2 separate regions of the Canis lupus genome follow, and region 1 is linked to region 2. Evidence: chromatin contacts called from public Hi-C data. All regions are on one chromosome and are shown on one strand. The core of a region is the stretch at or near the end of the contact, and the rest is flanking DNA. Distances in the headings are between cores, read along the strand shown.

The links. Hi-C and Micro-C count contacts between places; a contact is called where the count stands out from the background.
Region 1: a contact with region 2 is called in a Hi-C map of skin fibroblasts, with 2.6 times the contacts expected there. The contact joins the promoter of TWIST1 here to the enhancer-like site in region 2. A contact is called at or near these places in 2 of 9 Hi-C or Micro-C datasets (amygdala and skin fibroblasts).

The regions. Positions count from the first base shown.
Region 1 is chr14:33,429,701-33,434,997 of UU_Cfam_GSD_1.0, reverse strand. It overlaps TWIST1 (twist-related protein 1), which reads left to right and starts at 3,084. Exons shown (of 2, transcript XM_038556383.1): 1 at 3,084-3,865; 2 at 4,434-5,105. The coding sequence starts at 3,197. The coding sequence ends at 3,823. It overlaps LOC119866867 (a long non-coding RNA gene), which reads right to left. Exons shown (of 3, transcript XR_005369190.1): 3 at 5,273-5,297.
Region 2 is chr14:32,928,802-32,934,300 of UU_Cfam_GSD_1.0, reverse strand. HDAC9 (histone deacetylase 9) reads right to left here. Exons shown (of 27, transcript XM_038557033.1): 5 at 3,954-4,119; 6 at 2,824-2,950; 7 at 452-573. Among named protein-coding and RNA genes, the nearest start is that of HDAC9, 480 kb to the right of the region's middle. Within about 2 kb of position 4,035, at least 2 of the 20 cell types and tissues checked have an H3K27ac peak or open chromatin away from gene starts, as enhancers often do.

The DNA of each region.
Region 1 (5,297 bases), core at 1,835-4,334, 500 kb before region 2:
GTATCAAGCCCCAAACATTTTGAGAGGTAATTCATTTGGCAAGCCACAGCCTTCTGCTCAAAAAGTATCAGGCTAGGCACTCAAAATCCCTCTCATTCTCACCCTCCACTCTTTTGGAAGAGTTCAAGAGAAATTTCTTCTCGGGACTAAAGTCATTCATTGTGACTCCGTCAGGAAGATTCCATGCTGTGATGGTTCTGGTTAGGTCATTCATTTTAAACCCCCTCGTAAGTATTCCGGCATCCAGAGCAGAGCCTCAGCCCTGGGGATCCCTGGTACCCAGTGGCCAGGCGCTCCTCATCCCCTTTATGTTTATGTTTTAGTGCCCAGAATAGGGTTGGGTTCACTTGTTTAAGAACCAGTCTTGGAGATTGATGACTGTGCAAGTCCGGCTGGCTAATGATCCCTGGCTGCTGCGCTGCTGCGGACTTGGTTTCTCCTCCAGCTTCTCTGCCCTCGTTTTCATTCCCCAATCCCAACTCCCCTTGGTCAGGTAAGGTTTCCCTTTACACTTTGCCCACACTTTCCTGTCTTGCTCTACCCGTAGCCACAAAGGAAAAAGCCCAATTATTCGATCTCCTTAGTTTTAAGAATTCAACTAAAGGGAAAAGAAAAACAAAATTAAGAGATGAGATTGATCTTTAAAGAGAGAGAGAAAGCGTGGTAAAGGTGGAAAAATTTCAAGATTTCCGCAGCCACCTTCAAATAAAAATCGTGGAATAATCGGCAACTTAGAACACTTGGTAGAGTGTGGCTGAATTCTCTGCTTCCGAGAGATAAAATCCTAAAGGCAGAAGATGTAAACAAAAGGGTGAGTTATCACAGTGCGCTTTGTTTTAAGGATACCTGCCTGCAGACCGTTAAGTGAAGGTATCCTTAATTTTCAGGCAGGATCTCATTTTAAAATACCGCAGCGACTCCCGAGGCAGGCCAGTTGGCATGCTGTGGTCATTGTTTCTGAATATTTGTGAAAATGGTGATAGCCAAATCCTGCAAGTCGCCCCTCCCATGAAGGCACAGCCTTGTTGCCCCCCCCCACGGGGGGGGGGGAGGGAGGGACGCCTCTTGCCCTCACTTCCCCCAGAAGTCTGAGCCCTTCAGCCAGTTCCAGGCACTCCAGACCCCCGGGGGTTTCCGGACTGAAACTGTGAGCCTCAGCGGGGCACAGCCACCTGGCCTGCCCTCTAGTACCCCGAGGGGGGGGGGGGGCTTCCTCCTCCTCCCGACACCCACAGCCTCGACCCTCGGTCAGGCCCAGAATGGGGCCCTTCGCTGAGTTAATTCCCGTCTGACACTCCAGTCTGGGGACAGCGTGTGCGGACCTCGGCCTGCACAAGGGCACACAACCTCCACACCCCCAGACCTCCCCCCTCCTCTGAAAACCGAATACGGTTCCTGACCTCTCGTTTGCTTTGCAACTTAACAGATGAACAAGAAATGGTTATTCTATCCCAACTCGTTCCAAAAGAGAGAGAGAGAGAGAAACAAGCATGGCATTGCAAAGATGGGTTTCTCAACCACGCGGCTTCCCTTCCAGCCCACCGACTTTTGTTGCCTCCTATTTGCTAGAATGTGCATCAACCCCCACTCGCGGGGGAGGGGGGGCTAGTTGTTGTCAACGTGTTGATAGAATTGCTTAAAATAATAAAAGCACCCAGTAACTGGACCGCGCTTGGGTCACCCGAAGCATAACTGCCCACTCCAGCTCCTAGGATTGAAGGGCGGAGAAGGTGCCTCGCACAACGGGCAGCTGCGCGGGTTCGGGGTGGAGGGTGGGGGGTGGGCTTGAACCCCACCTCGCTCTCTTACGAGCCTCCCTTTAGGGGTCACGATGTGGGGCTTTATGTGGGGGTACGGTAGGGATGACACGGCCGCGGGGTCCTCCACCTTGGGCCGGCAGCTCAGGCGACGCGGGCCGCAGCGAAGACCCTGCGCTGTCCCTCTCCGGCCCGCTGCTTTCTCCGAGGACAGGGCTGACTTCCGAGAAAAGAACGAACTTCCTCTTTTTAGCCCCGTCGGAGGTGAAGTCTTTGGGGTGGCAAGCGGCTTTAGGCTTGGGTCGCTGTGGCGGGATAAAGGAAGGCCCAGATGCTTCTGAGGGAGGGGTGAGAGCAGGCCGGGGCACCGAGCCGCAGTCCCCGCAGTCGCGGCCACGTCTTCAAAAACCGCCCACGACCTCAGGGCCAGCCGCGGTGGTTTGGGCTTTGCAACTCGGGGTGTGGGGGTGGGGAGGTGGGGAGGTGGGGAGCCCCTCCGTCCACCTGGCTATAGGGAGGAGAGCTCCGCGGCTGCCAGTTTTCTTGCCCCTGCCCCCGCCCCGGCCATCCCAAAGCGGCCCCCGCGGACCTAGAGGGTACAGGGGCGAGATGAAGCATCACCCACTGCGTAGAAGCTGTAGCCGGAGCTGCCGCTGCTGTCACATCCACTCCGGGAGGGACTGACACCGCGGCCGAAAGGTCCCCTCCGGCCGCCTTCCGGGGCTGCGCTCGGGTGCGGGGGCGCGGCCCGCGCGCGCTCGGGCGCGGAAGGAAATCGCCCCGCGCCGGCCCGCGGAGGGCGGCGGGGCGGGAAGGGGGAGGGCGGCGGGGCGGGGAGGGGAGGCGGGGAGGCGGGGAGGCGGGCAGAGGGCCGGCCGCCGCAGCCAGGTCGCCTTTGAATGGTTTGGGAGAACGAATTGTTAGACCCCGCGGAAAGGGGGGTGGGGGTGGGGACGAGGAAGGGGGTGGGAGGGCAGGGGGGCCTGGAAAGCGGAAACTTTCCTATAAAACTTGGAAAAGTCCCTCCTCCCCACGTCAGGCCAATGACACCGCTGCCCCCAAGCTTTCCGCCCGCGCGGAGGTATAAGAGCCTCCGAGGCTGCAGCTCTCGTCCAACTCCCAGACACCTCGCGGGCGCGCCGGCACCGGCGGCGGTTCCGAGGGCAGGGCCGGGCCGGGCCGGGCGTGCGTGCGGCCGCTGGGCGCTTCTTTTTGGACCTCGGGGCCATCCACACCGTCCCCTCCCCCTCCCGCCTCCCTCCCCGCCTCCCCCGCGCGCCCTCCCCGCCCCGCCGAGAGCCTCCCGGGCCTCCTCCCGCCCCTTCCTCGGCGGCCGCACCGCCCGGGCCGGCGCCGCGCGCGGGGGAAGCTGGCGGGCTGAGGCTCCCCGCCGTCCTCCCTTTCCCGGGCCTGCGAGGCCGCGCGCTGCCACCTGAGAGATGATGCAGGACGTGTCCAGCTCGCCAGTCTCGCCGGCCGACGACAGCCTGAGCAACAGCGAGGAGGAGCCGGACCGGCAGCAGCCGCCGAGCGGCAAGCGCGGGGGGCGCAAGCGGCGCAGCAGCCGGCGCAGCGCGGGCGGCGGCGCGGGGCCCGGCGGGGCCGCGGGCGGGGGCGTCGGAGGCGGCGACGAGCCGGGCAGCCCGGCCCAGGGCAAGCGCGGCAAGAAATCTGCGGGCGGCGGCGGCGGCGGCGGCGGGGCGGGCGGCGGCGGCGGCGGCGGCGGCGGCGGCAGCAGCAGCGGCGGCGGGAGCCCGCAGTCGTACGAGGAGCTGCAGACGCAGCGGGTCATGGCCAACGTGCGGGAGCGCCAGCGCACGCAGTCGCTCAACGAGGCGTTCGCCGCGCTGCGGAAGATCATCCCCACGCTGCCCTCGGATAAGCTGAGCAAGATCCAGACGCTCAAGTTGGCGGCCAGGTACATCGACTTCCTCTACCAGGTCCTCCAGAGCGACGAGCTGGACTCCAAGATGGCAAGCTGCAGCTATGTGGCCCACGAGCGGCTCAGCTACGCCTTCTCGGTCTGGAGGATGGAGGGGGCCTGGTCCATGTCCGCGTCCCACTAGCAGGCGGAGCTCCCCACCCCCTCGGCAGGGCCGGAGACCTAGGTAAGGACCGGCGCCTCCGCGGGTCAGGTGGCGGGCGGTCAGACGGACGGCCGGGCCGCGGCTCCCGGCCCACCTGGCCTTCCTCCGCGCCCCCCCCCCCCCGCCCAGGTCGTCCCCCGCCCCCCCCCCATCAGCCTTCCCACCCAGCCTGGCACCGCCACCTCTTCCCCCGAGCGTCCCTGAAAGGCAGGTCGGTCCCCGCTAGGGTGAGGGGGACGCGCCCCGTGCCGGGTGTGCTGCGTGTGCGTGAGTGTGCGTGTCGGACAGGAGGGAGGACTTGAGAGACACTCGAGGGTCGTGGGGAAGGGCAAGTCTGGTTGCCAGCGCCTCCCTTTCTTCTGGCTCTAAGTTTTCGTTCTCCTTAAAACAAATGCTTCCAAATTCCACCTCCTCCTTCTTTCCGGCCACCCACTTCCTCTTGCCCTTGGGCTGAAATCCTTCCAGGTTGTTCAGCGTAATTTCTCAGTAGTGGTGATAAGAACAGTGCTCGCTAGTCTTAGAAAACAGCCACGAAGACCTAAACAATAACCAACTTTCCAACCCCCCCCCCCCTTCTGGGTTTTTGCAGATGTCATTGTTTCCAGAGAAGGAGAAAATGGACAGTCTAGAGACTCTGGAGCTGGATAACTAAAAATAAATATATATGCCAAAGATTTTCTTGGAAATTAGAAGAGCAGAACCCAAATTCAAAGAAACAGGGCGTGGGGCGCACTTTTAAAAGAGAAAGCGAGACAGGCCCGTGGACAGTGATTCCCAGACGGGCAGCGGCACCATCCTCACACCTCTACATTCTGATAGAAGTCTGAACAGTTGTTTGTGTTCCTTTTTTTTTTTTTTTTTTTTGACGAAGAATGTTTTTATTTTTATTTTTTCATGCATGCATTCTCAAGAGGTCGTGCCAATCAGCCACTGAAAGGAAAGGCATCATTATGGACTTTCTCCATTTTAAAATGGTACCAACCAGAGGAATTTTAAGAACGTCTTTAGAAATAAAAATACGGGGATCTAACTGACTTGCAAAATCACAGTCAGTTAAACCCTCTTTACAGTCTTCCTCTGAGAGAGAAAAAAAAAAAACTTAAAATACAAAAAACAACATTCTATTTATTTATTGATGACCCATGGTAAAATGCAAATAGATCCGGTGTCTAAATGCATTCATATTTTTATGATTGTTTTGTAAATATCTTTGTATATTATTTTTCTGCAATAAATAAATATGATTGAAAATTTTAAGAACCTCAGAGTTTGGTCTATATTTTTAAAGCTCAGGATTAAGTTGGAGGTAAATACCTGCTTGTTTAACTCTGGAGGCACCCAGGAGGGAGGGGGCACTAATATAAACAAAGCAGTGAAAAACGCAAATAAACTAGCTACTGACAGGCACAGGCGTGTTATTTAGAAAGACAGCTTTATTATTATTATTCCAGTT
Region 2 (5,499 bases), core at 2,786-5,285:
CAATTAAAAGTTACATGTTTTAAAATGTGTGAGGAAAGAAAGTTTATTATTCCCATTTCTGAAGTGAATGGTTGAAGCTCAAGAAAAATTTAGATAAAAGGAAGAAATTACAGAGGTCCTCATTAGTGGAGACAATTTAAATTTTCTGAGAAATCTAATTTCTGTTTTCTGTAATTGGAAAATTTATTGCTAATAAGATAATAATTTGAATAAAATCCAAATATGATGAACTTTTAAATTAAAAAAGGTACCCGATTATATCTTGAATCAACTGATGTTGAAACTGGCATGTGTACGTGGTGCATGCACATATATGCTTATGCTAAGGACAGGGGTGGAGAGGGCACAATAGCTCTGATGCAAATCCTTTGACTTTCCTCTAGAGGCATGGCAAAATGAAACTACAGGTACATTATGGAAGAGCAAGTGGAGTCTTGCTAAACCAACTTACCAGTTTTTCGAAGGGGGAAATCATCCTTTGCATCCTGTGCTCCTGGTAATGTGTATTTGTAGGACGGAGATGTCCCACTCAGGGGTGGAGAGCTTTGATCCAATGACGTGTGGTGGGCAGCCCTACAAAAGAAAAAGAGGGTTCACCATTTGCTCTGGAGTTTTTACTGTGTGTGGGTCAGCAATAATCAGTTGCACATGCTGTACACGTGTCTCAGCTGTGTTTATGTTCTTTCTTTTTAGTGTGTACAAACCATAGTCTCATATAACCAAGTTCATTTTAGCAGTATGTTATAGAATGTTGCACGATTCCCAAGAATGACCACTGTTGTGTCTGGTCACCTACTTATATAGAAGTTTGCTAATTCACTAAAAGAGAATTCACCAAGAGCCTGAGTTTTGATCATCTGAGATGGCCATGTAGGCTTTCTTAAGCATCATACTAGTGAAAAAGTCATCATCCTAATCCTTTTTAGTCAGTAATATAGAATAGTCAAAGTAAAAGTAGAAGGGACTTCATTTTCAAAAATTGCTAGGTAATAAATAAAAGTATAAGAGGGTGGCTTTTCTATTATAGTGATAGTGTCAACAGCCTCAGATCTCCTGACTTCTATAGCACTTCTAAGGTAAAGGCTGGCACTCACATATTTCTTCAACATGAAACTGATTTTTAAAAATATTTTCTATTCCCTGCATAAATATAGTGAAAGAGAGGCAGCTATATTACCAAGGAAGAGTTTTCAGGGCTGAACGCAAATTATCCAGTGGATATGGACGCCCATAACTATGATACACAAAGAAAACAATGCACAGGGCATGGGATCACCACCATGATGATGGTTCTACCAGTATCATTTATTTGAATTACACATTCTCAAAAAATGGTTTAAGGGCACTTCATCTAGCCCTAACTGGCAAAAAAGGTATTAAGTTCAGATTCCATAAACGAATGATTTATAGTGTTTGGAGTTGGCCCCTACTGAAGTTCAATTCAGTACAATAAAGGATTGCTAAGTAACATTTGACAGTCATGTTAAATATACCCAAGGGGACAGCTAAAGAACTTCCAGCTGACACACGCTTTGCATATAGTTGTTTCCCACTTAAAAAAGGTATTGTCTCTTCTTAAAATGAGCTTTAACCTAGAAGGAATACAAATCAGTTATAAATTATGTGTGCGGTTTTAAGTAATGGTATTTGTTTCTAAATATTTTGTGATGGTAACTGAACATCTGAACATTTTCTTCAGGGACTGGCTTCTCAAGCCAACTGACATGCCTGATAGAAATTACATAAACATTTTAAAAGTACTTATATAACTGGAATCTGCCTCAGTTACCCTTTTTCAATGGATGCTGAGAAGGGCAGATACTTATAAAATAGAATTAGAAGTATAATAACTCTTCAAATAGAATTCCTGGGATGCTTACAACTTCAATATAGAGTAATCAAGTATTTATTCTCTTATCCTGGATGACATGAGGAATGAAAAAACAGTTAAGTGTAAAATCTAATGGTCATTCAGTAAATGTATAACATCAGAGAATCAAAACTTATCTATTAGTCCTGTTATCCAAATATTTGCCTATGAGGGTTTGTCCGAATTTTTAAAAACACGGTATCCTTCATATTTTCCAGAAAGGAGAACTGTGTATCTCATAGTTCTCTTCACTGGGCCTGGGGAAACATGGTTCTGTACTTCTGTAATCATATTGTGTATTATGTTGTCAGCCTGTGTGTGAGAAGTCAGTGTGCTCGGCTCATAGTGTAGCAAGAAATGAAGTCAGATGGTCAGGGGTAAACTTGTCCCTGAAGACTTAGCTTTACTTTGTTGCCTTCATGCTCTTTCCCTTCCCTCCCTTGTCTTCCTGCCTTTTTTTTTTTTTTTTTTAAGTCGAAAAGCTTCTGGTCTTTTAAAAATAGCTCAGATCTCCACCTTCTATCGAGCCAAGTAAAATAAAGTCTCAACCTGCCAAATCTTCAGAAATTATTGTAAAGATATCAGATGCACCATCTGAGAATAGAAAAATGCAAAATAGGAACTAATTTCTATGCCCCACCCCACATTTCTGTTATTCATTCACCAAAAAACCTATCTACTTCCATGCCCTCGAGATGGTACTTGCTAACATTTATTAAGCACTGCTCTCTGTTGCATGCTTTACCACATTATTTCACAGGACCTTTCCAGCAACCCTAGGGGCAGGTACTATCATTATAATCTTTTCAAAGAGAAGGATGAGAATGCAAGGAGCCTGTCCACAGCCACATAGCTGAGAATTGGCAGACACCAGGTCTGTGCCCAGGCTGGCTGAATACAGAATCTATATTCTTGACCCCCCGGGGAAAAAAACGGCCAAACACTGAACATACGTGTACCAGAGCTTGGGATGGCGGCTCACGGAATGATTTTTTCCATTGGTTGGAGTGTCTTTTGTTGCTGATTTACTCAACAGGAATTCTTGAAGCTTCTGCTTTACTTCTGTACTTGCCACTGCCCCTGAAACACACACATACAGACACAGATGTTGATTTGGGGCTCTGTTCTTTCAAGCCTCTGGAGCATTTAGCAAAAATTAAGAAGTAATACCACTGGTCACTGTATAGGAAGCTTCCTACTAAAAGAGAAACCAGAGTCTAAACGGGCTTTTGAGAATGGCACAGTAATGTTTTATAACTACTGCTCAAACCGCCAATTTTCAAAGGACCTTTGATAATTTCTTTAATTGCTTCTGCAGAATGGGGAGTCTCAAAATTAATACTATTTTTTTTCTTAAGGTTAAAGAAAATGAGGAATGAAACATTGTCTTTTAAAAATCAAGAGTCTTAGGGGACCATAGAAGTGATTGAACACAATACAGTCATCTTTCCTGAATTGCTAGTTTGAAAAACTCGTGTTTTAAAAAACTCTTTTGAGCATTAAGCATGTAAATATTGCTGACAGTTCCAGTTCAAGTCATCTGATTTTAAACCTTGCTACATCCTGATTTTGAACTGACCTCAGACAGGGGAATTATTTGGATCTGTCTCCCTCTTGTGGATAGTTTTTTTCAACAAATGTTCTGCCTTAAATCTTCCCAAAGTCTGGGTACTCAAAAACTAGATGGAGGCAAGGCTTGACTTACAGAGCAATTATTACTTGAGCAGGTGGAAGGTCTAGCGAGGAAATGAGGAGTAAGTCTATCATAAAACAATACAGCATGGCTAGGTTGCTTTCATGGAACCTTGTTTTTAAGGTTTGAAACAACAAAAATCAGTTATCTTTGCCAAACAATGCTCCGTTTGCTTCCTGAGGCGCTGTGCAGCCTGAATGCAGGGAGATGAGATGTGAATGTCAACGCTTTGTATTTGGGTCCCTAGTTTATTCTTTTAATTAAATGCAGCCAGTTTTGACAAGTTTCTTTTCTTTCTTTTTTTTTTTTCCGATAAGTTTAATTCACTCCTTATCAGGCTTTATTCTGAATGACATCAGCTAAACATGAGGGAAGAGATTGATCTTTTACCCTGGTGCCTCTTACTTTCTCGTCCTCTATCTTTGCCTCTGAGAGGAGGAAGCTGCTGTTCTCTGCGGTGCCTCTCTACTTCCTGTTCTTGCCTCTGCTGCTCCAGTTTCTGCTCCTTTTCTAGGAGTTCTTGTTGCTGTTTTATGGCTAGAAGTTCCTGTTGCAACTTGCGAGAAGAGAAAGACATGAGAGTGTGCAATTTCTTTAGGCTTCATTGTCATCACTGACCAAAATCAAACTGTTAGGAGCTTCTGGAACTTGTTTCTGTTTAGTTTACATTTTTTACTCACTTTTTTTTGTGAATTATTGAATCTAAAGACAAACAACTAATGCCATAAATGGACTTCAGTCATCAATAAGCAAATTTTTAGGTAGCTTCATTACCTGTGCCACCCCACCAAAAATCGTTACCAAATTTGCTCTACTCTTTAGTTCCCTGAGTAGCTTCTCTTTGTACACCTGAAATATATGCAATAGGCAAAGGCAAGAATGGCCTAGCAGTCTGTTCTACCATGCCCCTCCAATTATAAATAAACAACTGAAACCTTCATTTCCAATCCTGAGAAATGGTATGAAAAATAAACCAAAGGAAGGGTGAGAAATCAGTTAATTTGGCTGAAGTCTACCTGAAACAGAATGAATGTTAAAAATTTCAAAACCTGGGGCGCCTGGTTGGCTCCGTTGCTTAAGCATCTGCCTTCAGCTCAGGTCATGATCTCGGGGTCTGGGGATCAAGCCCGGAGTCGAGTTGGGCTTCCTGCTTAGTGGGGAGTCTGCTTCTCCCTCTGACCTCTGCTTGTGCTCTCTCTCTCTCTCTCTCTTTCTCTCCAATAAACAAATAAAATCTTTTAAAATTTTTCAAAACATTACAGAGAATGTTCTGATTAATGTAAGCTATACATCTGTAAAAGGCTTTCTCTCAATATAGCAGAAGCCTAGTTCATTCATCCAGTTTGTAAAAAACGTTCAAATTTGAGACTAATGGAAGTGATTTTGTTTTGACCAAACTACTGTCAGTATGTCTGAATCCCTTGACTTCACTTCCAAACAACGAGTAACATGAACATGAAGGATTCTTAATAACTCTGTTGACAAGTCCATTTATCCTCAGATGCAGAAGTAGATACCTACAAATAATAGTAAATGTGCTCACTGTGGAATAATTAAAGATTTTGAGTTCTACTTAGGCTCTGAGAATACTAGATATGAAATCTACTAGATATGAAACCTTACAAAACTACTCAAACACCTGGTTCCTCATACATAAGAGAAATAATCTCCATCACACATGTTCAGAATGCACATGAAATTTAGTTTGAAAGTTTGGACCATACTAATTTTAATTGTCATTACTATTTTTAGATCTCTATCCTAATAAAGTTGGTGTAATTTGCTATTTATATTAGATAGGTACCTAAAATTTATGCTGAAAAAGTGAGAGAAAAACCAAAAGGTTTGTGGAATAGCAACAGAGGCATTCTGGAGCAAAAGGAAGCCAACTCTGTATGCTAACCTGATAGCCTCACGTTTCCTAGAAGGATAAGGT